Regions from separate parts of the Anser cygnoides genome. Here region 1 is linked to region 2. The links are chromatin contacts, called in public Hi-C maps. All regions are on one chromosome and are shown on one strand. Each heading gives the region's core, a stretch centred on a gene start, on an enhancer-like site or on the middle of the called end of the contact. The rest is flanking DNA. Distances are from core to core; before and after follow the strand shown. Region 1 overlaps CACFD1 (calcium channel flower domain containing 1). Region 2 holds the start of DBH (dopamine beta-hydroxylase).

The links. Hi-C and Micro-C count contacts between places; a contact is called where the count stands out from the background.
Region 1: a Hi-C map of liver shows a contact between it and region 2, with 5 times the contacts expected there. The contact joins the enhancer-like site here to the promoter of DBH in region 2. A contact is called at or near these places in 2 of 7 Hi-C or Micro-C datasets (both in liver).

What each region holds. Positions count from the first base shown.
Region 1 is chr20:4,436,362-4,440,025 of Taihu_goose_T2T_genome, forward strand. CACFD1 (calcium channel flower domain containing 1) reads right to left here. Exons shown (of 5, transcript XM_066980695.1): 2 at 510-582; 3 at 1-88. Among named protein-coding and RNA genes, the nearest start is that of CACFD1, 4.0 kb to the right of the region's middle. Within about 2 kb of position 2,205, at least 1 of the 3 cell types and tissues checked has open chromatin away from gene starts, as enhancers often do. A contact at or near this core is called in liver, where this site is marked.
Region 2 is chr20:4,335,183-4,338,591 of Taihu_goose_T2T_genome, forward strand. DBH (dopamine beta-hydroxylase) reads right to left here and starts at 1,525. Exons shown (of 13, transcript XM_066981006.1): 1 at 1,439-1,525; 2 at 1,077-1,436. The coding sequence starts at 1,510.

The sequences.
Region 1 (3,664 bases), core at 955-3,454, 100 kb after region 2:
AACTCGATGAACTGGCAGCAGAAGGGGGCTTCGCACAGGAACAGGACGAAGGCGTTGAGCCTCCAGGTAGAGCACACGAGAGTTAACACTGCCCCAGAGCGAGGGTCAGCCGTGCCCCCGGCCACACCAAAGCGGAAGCACGCAGCGGGGCTGGACCCCGCTTCCCTCTCCCCCCTTCTTGATAATTCCCAACCCCAGGCCCCAGATTTATTTTGGGTAAGGTTACTGCGGTATTTACCTAAAAAGGGGTGGGGAGGGGGGTAAGGAGAGAAGAGGAATATAAATGGGGACATAAATAGGATAAAGCTTGTGTCTCCACCGGTCTGACTGAGCAAGACCTGGCAATTCACGCCCGCCCGCAGGACAGGGCAGACATTTCACCTCAGCTCTGCCCCTCGCTCCGTGGTGCCTAATGGCCAGAATCACGGGGTACCCTGAGCGGGAAGGGACCCCCAAGGATCCCATCTCCCTCCCGGCAGAAAAAAAAAAAGAACAGAAACTCCACTCACATCATCCACACGCCAGCTGCTATGTTCAGGGGGTTGATGGTGACGCAGTTCCACAGACCAGCAAAGGCACAGGCTGGAAGGCAAGAAGAGGCTTTCGGTGACCACAAAGACCCACAGGACAGCGGGGTCGGAGGCTGGCCAGCAGGGCTGGCTTCTCCCAGCTCCAGCCTGCCCTGCAGCCACACCAGCAGGGTTGTGCCCTCCTGTGCTTTGGGCTCATCTGTCCGGACAGACAGCGCTGGAGCTGCCCAGAAGGGTCCTTGCCTTGGCTGGCACCTCCGGGCACTGCAGAGCAGCGTGCACAGACCAGCACAGAAGGGCTGATGGCCCGAGGAGAGCAGGATGCAGGTGGAGGGTTTGTTCCCATCCTACCTGGCCCAGCATCCAGGTATCCTTCTGCTCTGAATGCTTGGTGCCTCAGTGTGACGCCTGCTCAGAACAGTGTTTGCTTTTATGTGCGGTCACATACGTGGCACCCCGGGTTTTATTTGCAAAGGAACCACTGGTTTGCCCCAGGACTGAACAAAGACGACCCTGCCGGCACCCATCTCAGAGCAGCACGGGGAAAAGTTCAGCAAAAAAATTACTTGCAGCCCTTTCAGGCTGAAAATAAAGGAGAGGTGAACCCGGTCTTGGTCACACACTGCTAGTTCTGTGCAACTCTGCTAAAGATTGGCAGAAAAGAGCCAGTTTTGGGTCTCTGCTAATACAAATGGAAGTGGCTGCTGGTTAAAGCAAGGCCCAGAATAGCTCCTGCTCTCCTGAATTCGTAATGCCAGGAGAGGAAGCAGCCAGCAGCCAGGCTGCAGGCACCCACCTCCTGCCTCATTAAACTTGCAAAGAGCTCCCTGCACTCGATACGGCCCCTTTCCCCCGCTGACACCGAGAGGCTGCTGCTGCTCACCTGGGAACCCGAGCCCACGGGAGGGAGGGCGGCGAGGCAGGGGCTGCATCCCCAGTAAACAACAACACAGTGCAGAACCGCATCTGAAATTATACAGCCCTTAAAGGCTGGCCTGGGATGTGCAGCTGAATAATGAAGAGAGCGGTGTGAATGTGAGAATCAGCCTGGATCCAGGTATTTCTGAAGTCTGCTCATGTTTTGCTAAGGGAATCCCTGAGCAGGGCTGCTGTGAGCAGTCCTGACCTTCAAAAGCTTGGCACGAGTTTGCAAGGTTTCCTTCAGGCATCCACTGCTGAATCCTCAAGGTTTCCTCAAGAATATTTACCCTTATTTACCAGACTGGGAAACAGAGCTGCAGGCCTATGATAGGACCAGGCTAAGGTCACCCCACAAGCAAGTGGCCCCCTGATTTTAGAAAACAACCAAACAGGTTTATTTTTAGAGGCTTCCTAGGACTGTCCCCTAGGACCCAAAATCTCCTGGAGATTCCTGCTAGAACAAGATCCCTACAGAGCAGAAATGCCACAGGACATGCTACCAGCCGCGCTCCAAGGGCACTTCTCATCCTCCCATCACAAAGGGATCAGTGTCAGTGTCCCTGCACTGCAGGGGGAAACTGAGGCACCGGGGTGGGATGATGCACACACGCAAACAGACGGAGAGCTGGCAAAGCACCAGCAAGCAGGATTGTAAGGAGCAGCAGGCAGGGACGTTTCTAACTCTGTGACCAAAAAACCCTTGGATGCTCTCGGAAGAGGAGCTCAGGGGACTTGTGACACTTGTGACACAAGTCCGCACCATGGACTTCTAACACTTTTTCTTCACAGAAAAACACACTTCTGAAAATAACCTTAAATGACTTTCAAGCATTTTATTATTAGCAGAACAGCAAAACCCAGCAGCACCTTGACTACCACTGAAAGGGCAAGGGCAGAGCCCTGCCCTGGTTAACAGCACAGTGGAGCAGAGCAGTGCAAGAGGTTCAGAGCTACAAAATCAGCCTCAACCACAGAGCAAACCTAGGGAGGCAGAATGTTATTTTCCAAGCAGGACTTTGGCCCTACTATTTTTTTATTTCTTTTTACCCTAGTCAATCAGGGTTTCGCTTTGTCAGGGCTTTGGTTCAGTTCTTCAAGTTTTGTTTTCATCCCAAAACAACCCTTGACCACTGAATGTCCTCACAGGAGCCTCAGCGAAGCGATCGCCCTGGTTGCCAATGGACTAATGACCCAGCAGGCCTGAGCTGAGCGAGTCCCTACGTCAGCACGAGCACCAACCAGCAGGAAAGGAGTCAAAGGTTTATAATCGCAGGAGCACTGCACTCAGTGGTGGTTGCCAACAGCCACAGAGATAACGATTCGGTGACCTTCAGTCTCCTTTGCAGTGCAATGCATCCTGCGGCAGCCTGGCACATCCTGGTCCCGCTGGGGCAGGATCGGCTCCTGCCTCTGTAGCCAAAAGGGACGCGGAGCCAACCCAGAGGCTTCTTTTTGCACAACAAAGCCTCACAAGAGGCTTCAAATTCAGATAATGCTCGATGGCACGTAAGCTATGGAAGACAGTCCTGCCATTTGTTTAACTGCTGTCCCGTCCTGAGGCCCTGGGGAAGCACAAATAACTGGGAGCTAAAACGAGGAAGTAAAAAAAAAAAAAAAACACACCACCCCCCACAAAGCCTCTATTCATTCCAAGCAGCTGGTCACTGTCCTCAATGCAACCCTATTTTTGCTCCTAGAGCATTTTACAAAAGCCACAGACTCCCATCGTCCTTTTACAAATGGGAACACAAGGGGGAGAGGGGACTCGACCGAGGTCACCAAGCCAGGCTGTGCAGGAGCCAGAAACAGACCCTGAGCCTTGTTTGTCTCGCTTGTGCTCCACCTCCCAGCCCTTTCTGGCTTGATCTTGCTGGTTACAGGTGTTGGCACGTGGTAGGTGTCACCTCCCAGCCTCACCTCCACTGACAAAGTTTCCCATCCATCCTACAGGAAATTCTTCCTCCTGCATAAAATAACCTAGGCCTGTAGCAGCCACAACCCAGACGTCCAAAATCCGTATAAATGAGTTCTGTTCCTTCGTAGCGAGCTCTGAAATTAGAGGCACACTCCAACCTTGCCTAGTTATCAGTCAGCCCTTGTCCTAACAGGCCACCTTCAACAAGGCGATGCTGAACAAGGAGCGTTTTGAGGAGGCCTGTCACCAGCATGGAGGATTGCCTCCTTCCATGACCTCCCGGGTCCCTGCTCCTACC
Region 2 (3,409 bases), core at 275-2,774:
CTGTTTGTCTTCCAGTGAGCACAAGAAGGCAGATTAGCAATGATCCTTTATGTTTTTTTTAACATGATGCTGTGAAATACTGTAGCATTTGGGTCATCACACATCCTGAATGGCTGGTAATTAGCAGGAAAACAGTACAGATAATAAGCCCTCCTTTTCATCCTTTCATTGCACTGCAGATCACATTGCAGCTGATTGTGAAAGAATATATTTTACGGCTAATTTCAAGTAAGCAGAGAGGTAAAATTTAACTTACTGGAAAGCTTCACACAGGGAAAATGTGAATTGCTTTCTGCAGTGAAGCGCAATTGCAATAAACCTAACGTGGTGATCTGGGGACAGGGAGCTGCCGGAGGGCACGGGGTGAGGTATTGCAGCTCCAGCCCCGGCGGAAAGACAAACCACAGGAGAGCCTGGACAAACGGACTGTGTAAGAAAGGACAAAAAAATCAAATGGCAAAGCTACAAACGAGTTCCCCCTCCCCATCTGCTACCACCGGGCATTTGCATACCGCCCAAATACTTCTGCCTGTTTAATTTCTGATAACACCACGCTGCTGGCAGGCGGCCGTCGGATTGGGTTTTCCCGTGTCCTGTTGATCTCTGCTGTAGCTGCAAACGTGAGTTGCAGGCGGCTCATTGGCGCTGGCAGGAGCAGACTTGCTGGTTGATAACTTTTGCGCTTTCTCAAAGTCAGGAATGGGAGCGGTGGTTAATTTTTAATGCGGCTGAGGGCAGCGCACAGGCGAACCAAGCTGTCGATGCAGCCTGCGTTTGCGTGTAGCCGAGCTCTCTGTGCAACCACCTGTTGGAGCGCTTGCGGATGAGTACAGCAGAGTTACTGCATTTATCCCTTTCTCTTCGGATTTCAGATCCTATACCAAGCCCACAGCATAGGCCTCTGGACCAGAACCCCCCCAGCTCTTTTGGACCACTTTCATTGAGCAGCGAGAGCAGTCTAGCCCCGCTCAGCCCCGTGCCGTGCTCTGGACCAGCTCTGCCCCAATTAAATAGATCAGATTCACCCGTCGGGCAGCAACCCCAAAAGCAGCCGTGACAAAACACGTGCAACTCACCCCAAAATACGAGCTGTGCCCGTCGCTCCAGAGCACGGCCAGGTCCGCATTCTCAAACTCTCCCCGGTCCGACATCCCGAAGAGGAGCCCGAACTTGAGTTCCCTGCTGAGGATCTGGAAGTACACCGCTTGCTCGGGGTAGCTGACGTTCCAGGAGAGCTCGAGCAGCCCCTGGGGATCGAGGGGCACCTTGTAGGGAAAATAGGTGCCGCGGGGCGCCGAGCCCTGCAGGGCGGCCACCAGGATGACCAGGAACACGGCGATCATGGTGAAGTACACGGACGCCACCTCCCGCAGCTTGAAGCCGGGGCAGGGGCACGGCTTGCTGCCGGAGGTCTGCATGCTGGGCAGGATGGCAGCCGCCCTCCTGGCTTTTGCCATTTATGCGCTGGCCCTCCTGGGCGAGCCGGGTAAGCGATACTCTTTAATTGCATTTGGTTGTGGGGAAATTGGATTGTGGTATTGACTCCCCCCCCACCCCCCCACCTCCTGGCCAAACACTTGTCATTCTCTGCCTCCCCTTAATTGGCTCTAATTGCACATGGACATTATCAATAGCAATTGAACTCGACTGGGCTGATGTTATTTGCTCTTAAATCATCCTTAGTGGCTGCAAAGTGCCGCTTTCTTGCAAGCTGCTCCTTGCACGGCCATGCTGTGCCCTGCCGCTGCTGCCTGTCGACGGCTCTGTGTGGCCCCGCTGTGGCTCCCGTCGAAGGCCCTGCCTGCCTGCTCCTTTGGAGGCATTAAATAGTTGTTATTCCTTTGTTTTTGTAGCAGCTGGGACTTCAGCTCTGGTTTGAAGATACCCTTTTGTCCCCCACCATCCCCCTTCTCATCTCTTTGGCCTGCTGCGTTCTCTTTTGGATATTAACTTTTCTGCGCTAACCGGAACGAAGAGCCTCAAGCTCTGATACACACACACTGCCTGGTTTACACTCGGAGCTTGTGGCCCCGTTGTATCAGTGCCAGCTCCCGTGACAAGCAGCGCCCTTGGATGCCTCCCGGAGTCCCCTCCGTCCCCGTGGAGCTCGGGTTTCGCTCGCGGTCCTTGCAGCAATGTCGCCGGGCAGAGCCGGTTCCCCAGCGCTGCGTAACGCGAGGATGGAGCTTGGTGCCCGGTGTTGCAATGAATCATCAACGTGTGCACCTCTGCTGCACTCAATGAGGTTCTCATCGTGTCCTGAGACACGGCGGTTATCCAGGGGCACGGCGATCGACCCACGGTGCTCTCCTTGCAGGGTGACCTCTGGCTTACGGGTGCTCTCTCACTCAGCTTTGCCAGGCAAAGACCGACACAAAGCAAAGCTGACGAGCCGAGCTCTCCAGACGAGGGTGTCATCGGCAAACCCCAGCTGCTGCTGGTGTCAGCTTCAAAATCACACGTCAGGATGGCACAGTGAGGAGGTACCAGAGACAGGCTGGGAACGCTCCTTCCCCCCCGAAGCCTCTCGGTGCCTGCAGGAGGTGGCACCGAACCCCGCAGCACCCCGGGGAGGCTGCAGCAGGCGGGGAGCAGCCGAGGGGCTGCACCTCCTCGGTGGCACCGCTCAGCCTCTCCGCACCCTGCAGGAGGAGGCAGCGTCCCCGCCGTGCCCCCGGCTCCTGGGCTCGGTCCCAGCCGTGCTGAGCGAGATGCTGGCAGCCTCAGATGGGTGTCCCTCGGATGCCAGCCCCGGTTCCTCGGGCAGACAGCTGGCTGCGTGACAAAGGGCCCTGAGAACAGATTTTTGCCTTGCCCCGTTCCTACCCTCCAAGCACGGCTTCTCCTCCTCTCTTGGCTTTGTTTCCGAGTTGCAAGGGGAACGAAGCCACGCTGTCAGCGTGGCAGGAAGGAAAATGATCCTCATCGGGGGGCAAGAGGGGGTCCTTAGCTAACGAGCTCTACCTCCGTCTATTAGAGATGAATCCCCAGGTTGCTGGCATGTGCAAGTGGAGCTCCTGAGCTTTCCTGTACAGAAGGAATTTGCAGCAGAACAGCATAAGGCGGGCAGGTCAGCTTGAAAACAGCTGAACTTTGGAGATAAGCAGTGGGAATTTACTTAAAGAGGAGAAAAAAATATGTATATCTCTCCCCCGCTTCAGTTTCTCCAAGCCACTGCTCGTAAATCCAGGCAAGAAGTGAGGATCAAGCCTTCCTCTCCTTGCTCCTGGGTTTATTTTAGGACTTGAACGAGATGTAGCAGTGCCAGTTTGCTGACTCCGACCCCCCAGCTGCTTGGGGCAGGCACAGAGCGGGTCCCACAGGTGAGAGGTACACCGGGGGGCCGCGGGTCCAACCTCTGTCCTCAGGGCAGAGCACAGAGACAAGGCACAGAGACAGCAAGGTCTCG